Linked DNA regions of Mus musculus: region 2 is linked to region 1. The links are chromatin contacts, called in public Hi-C maps. All regions are on one chromosome and are shown on one strand. The core of a region is the stretch at or near the end of the contact, and the rest is flanking DNA. Distances in the headings are between cores, read along the strand shown.

Evidence for each region. Hi-C and Micro-C count contacts between places; a contact is called where the count stands out from the background.
Region 2: a Hi-C map of B cells shows a contact between it and region 1, with 6 read pairs. The contact joins the promoter of Flot1 here to the promoter of Atf6b in region 1. A contact is called at or near these places in 1 of 39 promoter capture datasets (hippocampal neurons), 1 of 484 Hi-C or Micro-C datasets (B cells) and 1 of 115 datasets of contacts at active chromatin or transcription factors (double positive thymocytes).

What each region holds. Positions count from the first base shown.
Region 1 is chr17:34,645,852-34,649,869 of GRCm38.p6, forward strand. It overlaps Atf6b (activating transcription factor 6 beta), which reads left to right and starts at 1,295. Exons shown (of 18, transcript NM_017406.4): 1 at 1,295-1,465; 2 at 1,809-1,888; 3 at 2,368-2,446; 4 at 2,726-2,817; 5 at 3,267-3,402. The coding sequence starts at 1,363. It overlaps Fkbpl (FK506 binding protein-like), which reads left to right. Exons shown (of 2, transcript NM_019873.3): 2 at 1-966. The coding sequence ends at 452.
Region 2 is chr17:35,821,280-35,824,911 of GRCm38.p6, forward strand. It overlaps Flot1 (flotillin 1), which reads left to right and starts at 2,078. Exons shown (of 13, transcript NM_008027.2): 1 at 2,078-2,222; 2 at 2,528-2,584; 3 at 2,848-2,923; 4 at 3,000-3,090; 5 at 3,287-3,430; 6 at 3,554-3,632. The coding sequence starts at 2,542. It overlaps Ier3 (immediate early response 3), which reads left to right and starts at 434. Exons shown (of 2, transcript NM_133662.2): 1 at 434-649; 2 at 759-1,632. The coding sequence starts at 440. The coding sequence ends at 1,031.

The sequences.
Region 1 (4,018 bases), core at 45-2,544:
AGATGGAGGCTATGGAGAAGGAGGCTCTGGCCAAAGAAGAACACAGAAGGGGTACAGAACTGTTTCGAGCTGGGAACCCTCAAGGGGCTGCCCGATGCTATGGACGGGCTCTCCGACTGCTGCTGACGTTGCCCCCACCCGGCCCTCCCGAACGAACTACCCTTTATGCCAATCTGGCTGCCTGCCAGTTGCTGCTAGGACACCCCCAGTTGGCAGCCCAGAGCTGTGACCGAGTGCTGGAGCGGGAGCCGGGCCATTTAAAGGCCTTATACCGAAGGGGGGTTGCTCGGGCTGCCCTCGGGGACTTGGAAAAAGCCACTGCTGATTTCAAGAAAGTGCTAGCAGTAGATCCCAAAAACCGTGCAGCGAAAGAGGAGCTGGGGAAGGTGGTCATTCAGGGAAGGAAACAGGATGCAGGGCTGGCTCGGGGACTGCGCAAGATGTTTAGCTGATTAAAGGAGACAGGAACCCGCGAACTGTGGTCTGTGTTGTGGAATTTTCAAGGGCCCCGAAGGAAGTTGTTTGAACTCGTATCTCGTTCTGACCTACAGGGAGTTAGCGACGGTGTCAGTGAGCCACTTGGTGGAGGGAGTCCCGGGAAGCGTATCCACCTCCGAGGATAGGAGAGGTTGTCTATTTGGGACTGGCTGTGGCAAACGCCAGAACTTCCGGATGTCAGGGAGTTGCATCCCAGGGAGGTGGAGTTACAAGTGGTTGCGTGTCGCCAGGTGTGGGTGCTGAGAATGTAATCCAGACCCTTATAAGAGCAACAAGCACTTTCCTTTTGGGTGGGAGGGTTTGAGACAGGGCTTCTCTGTGTAACAACCCTGGCCGTCCTGGAGCACACTTTGTAGACCAGGCTGAGATCCGCCTGCCTCTGCCTCCTGAGTGCTGGGATTAAAGGCGTGCACCACTACCGCCTAGTCGCAATAAGCAATATTAAACTGCTGAGCCATCTCTTATCCTAAATGCTGGAACTTTGCTCATTCGTTTATTCATTAATAATTCATTCATTATGCGTGTGCCTTCATGAGTTTATGGGCACCACATGGGTGCAGATGTTTGCGGACAACTGCTCAAGCATGAACACTCTAGCCCAGATGCCGGAACCCTAAGTGCTAGGAACTACATTTCCCACAATGCTAGTTTCTGGGGCCTGTACGGCGCACGCACAGTCTCGCCTGGATCGGTAAAGCGGCTGACCCGTGCCATTGGCCCGGCATGCACAGTCATTGCTCCTTCGTGTCACGTGTTCACCAACTAAGCCTCTGACTGGTCATCAGGACTTCCGGGACGCCGGTTTTCCTCAGCGAGCTCATGGATTTGCCGCGGCCGGGAGGAGGCGGGCCGGGGAGCCGGCTCATGGTGGGGGGTGGGGGGAAGATGGCGGAGCTGATGCTCCTCAGTGAGATCGCCGACCCGACGCGCTTCTTCACCGACAACCTGCTGAGTCCGGAGGACTGGGGTGCGCGGAGTGGGGCCCCGGGGGAGGAGCGGGCTGAGGCTCGCCATGGGCCCGAGGCACGCGGGAAGGCAGCAGAGGGTGAACGAGGAAGGCTGGGCGGACGCCGAGCCCATCCTCCGAGGGAGAGCGCAGCGGGACTCGCGCTTCCCCGGGATGCGGGAGGAGGGAAGACCTTGGTCTCCCGTGGGAGCACGGGGCTGCCCGGGGTCAGGGGAGAGGGGCTGGACGCCTTAGGGTGTAAGGCTGAGCGAGTGGGCGGGCGGTGGGTCTGGCCCGGCCGAGCCAATGAGGGATGGAGCCGGGGCTGGCGTGCCACCCTCCTGACACGCGGGCCTCCATGCAGACAGCACCTTGTACAGTGGCCTGGATGAAGTGGCCGAGGAGCAGGCACAGTTGTTCCGTTGCGTGGAGCAGGATGTCCCGGTATTGCTACCTCAGAGTTTCTCTTATGACCCTTGGTGGTGGGAGGGCGACCCCAAACTTGGAGTCATTGCCAAGCCACAGAGCTCATCAGGGTGTCACCCCTGCTCATGTTAAACTCGAAAATTTCGAGGAGAAAGACCAGTTTCAAAAGTCCATTGGTCTAATTGGCTCAAGTTTTATTTTAGAGGCGCACCCGGGACTAGCCAACTAAGTCAGGATTTTAGAGAGCAGCCCCTTCTGGCCTTTTGGGATCCTTCTTATGGGGTACAGATAAAAGACTGACAGCTGTGTGTCTACAGGGGCGAGAATAGGTGGTTAGTGGTTGTTAGTAAAATACAACGAAAGCAAAAGAGAAACATTTTTTTCTGTAAACTATGGAGCCTTGACACAGTGGGCGTCTTAATTTGCAAGCTGTGTCGCTCCTGTTTTGCTGTCGTACTTTCTCACCTTCCTGCCCGCTAATATGTCCCACTGCTTAGTTTGACAGCAGCTCTCTGGATGTGGGGATGGATGTCAGCCCCCCTGAGCCCCCTTGGGACCCTCTACCCATCTTCCCAGGTAAGGCGCCCTTAGGATTCCCCTCATCTTTCCAAATGCCCTTCTCTTCCCACTGCTTCCCAGAAACTAACATCCCTGTGTGCTCCTCCCTGTGATCCCTGGGGTGTTGTCTGCCCTTACTCTCCTGCCCCACCTCAGCACCACGCTACAGGCAATGCTAGGCTCTGCTCCTCCGTTACTCATTTCTGCAGTGTTGGTTTGGCACAGGCAAGACATGGTCTCAGCCCCGAGCCTCGTCCCCAGCCTCCCTGCTTACCTCGGAACTTTTCTCCCCCCCAGATCTTCAGGTGAAGTCCGAGCCATCCTCTCCCTGCTCGTCCTCCTCCCTCAGCTCAGAGTCCTCACATCTTTCCACAGAGCCCCCCAGCCAGGTGAGAGCCATCTCCCCTCTGGTTCTCTGTGGCTCCTCTCATAGGTGCTGAGGTACTGTTTGTGTGCTGTGAGTCATGAGGCGGGTGGCAGTCTCTTTTTAGTCACCGTCCCCTCGCTTTCTGCCCTTCTGGTCTGGTTGTATAGAAGGGAAGACAGGGGCCTTTTGAACATGCAGAGAGACGGCAGGTGAAGGGCTTGGGAAAACAGTTGATGAACGGCTGAGACTTTGCAAACTGTTCTTGCCCAGGCCTCCCACTGTAATTCGATATTTGTGATCATGAGAAGATAATCGAACAAAGAGCCTGGGCAGGCTAGGCGGCGTGTCAGGACCACTTAGCGCAGGGCACATTTGTTTGGAGGGCTGGAAGCTCTGGGGTCTTCGTTCTTACTCTTCTTGGTTTCTTTCCCTCATTCCTTCCACCTCCCTGCACCACCCTGCCTCTCACAGGTCCCTGGTGTAGGCGAGGTGCTGCATGTGAAGATGGAGTCCCTGGCACCCCCACTCTGCCTGCTGGGGGATGATCCAGCATCCCCCTTTGAAACGGTCCAGATCACTGTGGGCTCTGCCTCTGATGATCTTTCAGGTAATCACAGCTTGTCACTGACCTTGTGCCTGCCAGGGTCCAGGTGGGGGTGGTGCACATCTTGAACCCCAGCACTCGGGAGGCAGAGGCCAGAGTACAGAGAGAAACAACCTCCAAATAAAAAAGGAAGTGAAACCATAGAAACAATAGTACTGAAAGCGAGGACGTGAGAAGTGTTGTGCCAGCACACGGGAGGCAGGCCGGCCTGGTCTACACACTGAGTTCCAGGACAGCCAGGGCTGCACAGAGAGACCCTGTGATGAAAAGCAAAAACACAAAAACGAAAGAAACAAACCAAAAATAAAATAAGAGCAAAACCCTCCAGAGGGGAGGGGGCTGGAGAGACGGCTCGGTGGTTAAGGGTACTCACTGGCCGCTCTCCCAGAGGACCCAGGTTCAATTGCCAGTGCCACGTGGTGGCCCACAAGTGTCTATGCCTCTAGTTCAGGGGGTCGTCTTCTGGCCTTGTGCACTTCCAAATGCGTCTGCGCATGAAATAAAGACCTCTGTGTGAGCTCTGTGACTGCTGAGCTGCCTTGGCTCGGAAGCCTGCCCCATCGGTGCACAGGGTCTGTGAGAGAGAAGTAAAGACGGAAGGGGAGAAGGCAGCATGTGT
Region 2 (3,632 bases), core at 828-3,327, 1.2 Mb after region 1:
TTTATCTTCTTGGAAGTTTGTGCAATGACTTCCCTCCTGTTTCCTGCGCATACCTCCAAGTAAGTACGTGAATGTGTTTTCTGTGGTCCCTTGATCTTGCTGGACTTCACTAAGGAGGGTGGCTGGACCATCTGCTACGTGTCTGAGAGCCCCTCTCTAGCTACCTCATGTCCGGACGTGAGCTTACTCCCAATGTTTTTACCCACAAGCATTCACTACTCCCAGGAAAGAACGTGCACTGGGGCACCTAGAGAATAACCAATCAAGGCTCCGCCTACATTTTGCTTCCTCCTTGGAATTTCCAGCCCCTTGCAGCCAACTGCTCCCCAGCTGCGAAGGGCGGAGTTCCCCCCGGCCCGGCCCCTTCTTTGGCTCTATAAGTAGCTCTGCTTTGCGGGGGATTTGCACTCCTCTACACTCTCTGCACAACGTCTAAATTATGTGCCACTCGCGCAACCATCTCCACACCATGACTGGCCTGAGGGCCCCTTCTCCAGCTCCCTCCACCGGCCCGGAACTCCGGCGGGGCTCTGGTCCCGAAATTTTCACCTTCGACCCTCTCCCGGAGCGGGCCGTGGTGTCCACCGCGCGTTTGAACACTTCTCGCGGGCACCGAAAACGCAGCCGAAGGGTGCTCTACCCTCGAGTGGTGAGTATCGCCCGAGTGGGCATCAGGAGGTCGCGTCGCCCTGGAACTTGTAGGTAACAACTAGGCGCAGGGACCTTCGATCTGACGTTTCCCTCTTTTATCTGCTCAGGTCCGGCGCCAGCTACCAACCGAGGAACCCAACATTGCCAAGAGGGTCCTCTTTCTCCTGTTCGCCATCATCTTCTGCCAGATTTTGATGGCTGAAGAGGGTGTGTCGCAGCCCCTGGCTCCGGAGGATGCTACCAGCGCCGTGACACCTGAGCCCATTTCTGCGCCCATTACTGCGCCCCCGGTCCTCGAGCCTTTGAACCTGACCTCGGAGTCCTCGGACTATGCGCTGGATCTTAAAGCTTTTCTCCAGCAACATCCGGCGGCCTTCTAAACGCGATGGGTCACAGTCCGAAGAAACAAAGGCACCATGGATGGGTACCTGGTGCGAGAGAACGTATCCCAAACTGGGATTTCTAAGGCAACGCTAACTCAGAACACTACCGCCAAGAGACACCGCGGGTCCTGGCTAGGCCCACTGGGGACGGACAGAGACTTTCTCCGTGTCTAATTAATATTTATGTATTTATGTATATCCTCCTAGGTGAAGGAGGGGTGTATGTAATATTTATTCTAACTTATGCAGGGGTGCGAGATATGCCTCCCTGCTGTAACACAGATATTTATTACGATTTATAGGGTCGGTAAGACAGAGTTGTGGGAGGGAGGACCCGGGTGGTAGGACTCCCAGCTTGGGGATTAGTCTGGGGGGGGTGTAATAAGATTAGGGGTAACACTCCGTCTTCCAGCACTTCAACTCTGTAGTCTGTTGTAAGGCTTTGGAAGACCCTTGGGAATCCGGCCTTTGATGTCTTCTGGTTGCTTCTCAGGGGCAGCTGCAGGAGTCTTGGGTCCATGGATTGTCAGAGGGCGGCTGTCTGGGGTCGCCTAGTATGTATGTTCTGTGAACACGAATAAACTTGATTTGCCTGTCATTATTATCTGCAGTTCTCGAAGTGTATCATTCAAGCGGGGGGGAGGGGGGAGTGGCGGGAGGATGTGACTAGGTGCCCAGTCCTCACCCTTTCTTGGGTCCTGAACTCTTTCTTGGAGTTACAGACCTATATCCGGTCACCGGATGCAGTCATACATTGCTGGGTGTGCGGTTTTCCCAGTTAGAGAGTGGTGTGGCAACCTGCTTACTCATGGCAGGCGGCGGGTATTCAGGAACCAGAGTGGAAGGGCGTGGCCTCGGTTGGGGGCGGAGCTTCCACGCCAATGCTTCGAGCGGGGGGGGGGGGGGGTTGGTTGTTGGTGGGGGGGAGAATGTCTGGCATCCCCCTGGGCTGCCGAGAACTGTAGTGCTGCGGACCCGAGCGGAGCCTGCCGGGAAAGGGGCGGACCGAGGGGTTGGGAGGGGGCGGGGTCGCGTCTGTTGCTGCAACAGGGTGCGGCCGGGTGGGGGGCGCAAGTGCAGCTTCCACTAAGCCGGGTGTCCGAGCAGTCCCCACCCCGTTCTGGGGTTCTGCGGGCCTCCGCGCTTCTCAAGACCCCGGTGGGGTTGCTTACGGGGACGTTCCGGAAGGTGAGTGGGGATGGGAGGCGGAGCCTTGGGCTACTGAAGAGCCTGGAGGCTGCGGAACTGCTGCAGACCCCTGGGCGCGGGAGAGCTTTGTGTGGTAGAGGGGCTAGGGGGCGCGGTGAGAGGAAGACTGTGAGAATCAACTGGCACAGAGGAAGAAGTCCGGGGGGGGGGTGTCTTAGGACTGTCACAGGGGCGCTCAAGGGACTGGGCGGTGGCAGAGGCAGTTGGTGCTCCTGATAGGAGGGTAAGGAGGTGCCACAGGGCCCCTTCCCCTTTGCAAAGGCTTCCTCTCTATTCCTCTCCAGCTGCAGCTTCAACCATGTTTTTCACTTGTGGCCCAAATGAGGCCATGGTGGTCTCCGGTAAGTCTCCTCCCAGCCAGTGACACCCACCCCACGCCCTCCCTTAAACCTGACCTATGCCCCCTCCTGTCCGCACCAGCTTCCCAGCCCTTACGTTCTGCCTGCGACGGCCACAAACCACCTGTGATTCCCAGCCTCCAAAGCATAGAATTCTCCCCACCCCCACCCCCACCCCAGCATCCAGATTCTCCTCATGGGCGTTCCACCTTTTACCCCAATGGTCTTCAGCTTTGCCACGGTCACATTATGCCCCCACAATACAGGGTTCTGCAGGAGCCCCCCAGTCATGGTGGCCGGAGGCCGAGTGTTTGTCCTACCCTGCATTCAGCAAATCCAGAGGTAGGTAGCAACAGAACCCAGGAAGGGAACCCATTTTCCTCTCTCTCTCTCTTACTGTCTGCTCCTTTTCCCCTAGGATCTCTCTCAACACACTGACCCTCAATGTCAAGAGTGAAAAGGTTTATACCCGCCACGGGGTCCCCATCTCAGTCACGGGCATTGCCCAGGTGAGGCTCTCAGAGCCTTCCTCCCAAAGCCCACCCCCACCTTTCTCCTGGCCATTAAGCACCTCTGGCCGTGGACTTCTCAACTCTGTCTTTCCGCTGGTCTCACCTTCAGCCGCCGCCCCCAAGACCCCTAGCTCTTGCTCCTCCTCTCCTTGCTTCCACCATCATACCCTTTCTATCTCTACTACGGCCGCAGGTGAAAATCCAGGGCCAGAACAAGGAGATGCTGGCAGCTGCCTGCCAGATGTTCCTGGGGAAGACAGAGGCGGAGATTGCCCACATTGCCCTGGAGACACTGGAAGGCCACCAGAGGGCAATCATGGCCCACATGACTGTGGAGGTAGGGCCAGGGGACAGGAGAAAACCTGGGTGGCATGTCAGGATGAGAAGACCATGACAGACCAGCTCACCTGTGACAGGTGATGAATCTGACTGCCCTCTTCCTACTGTTCTTTCTCTGTAGGAGATCTATAAGGATAGACAGAAATTCTCAGAGCAGGTTTTCAAAGTGGCCTCCTCCGACCTGGTCAACATGGGTATCA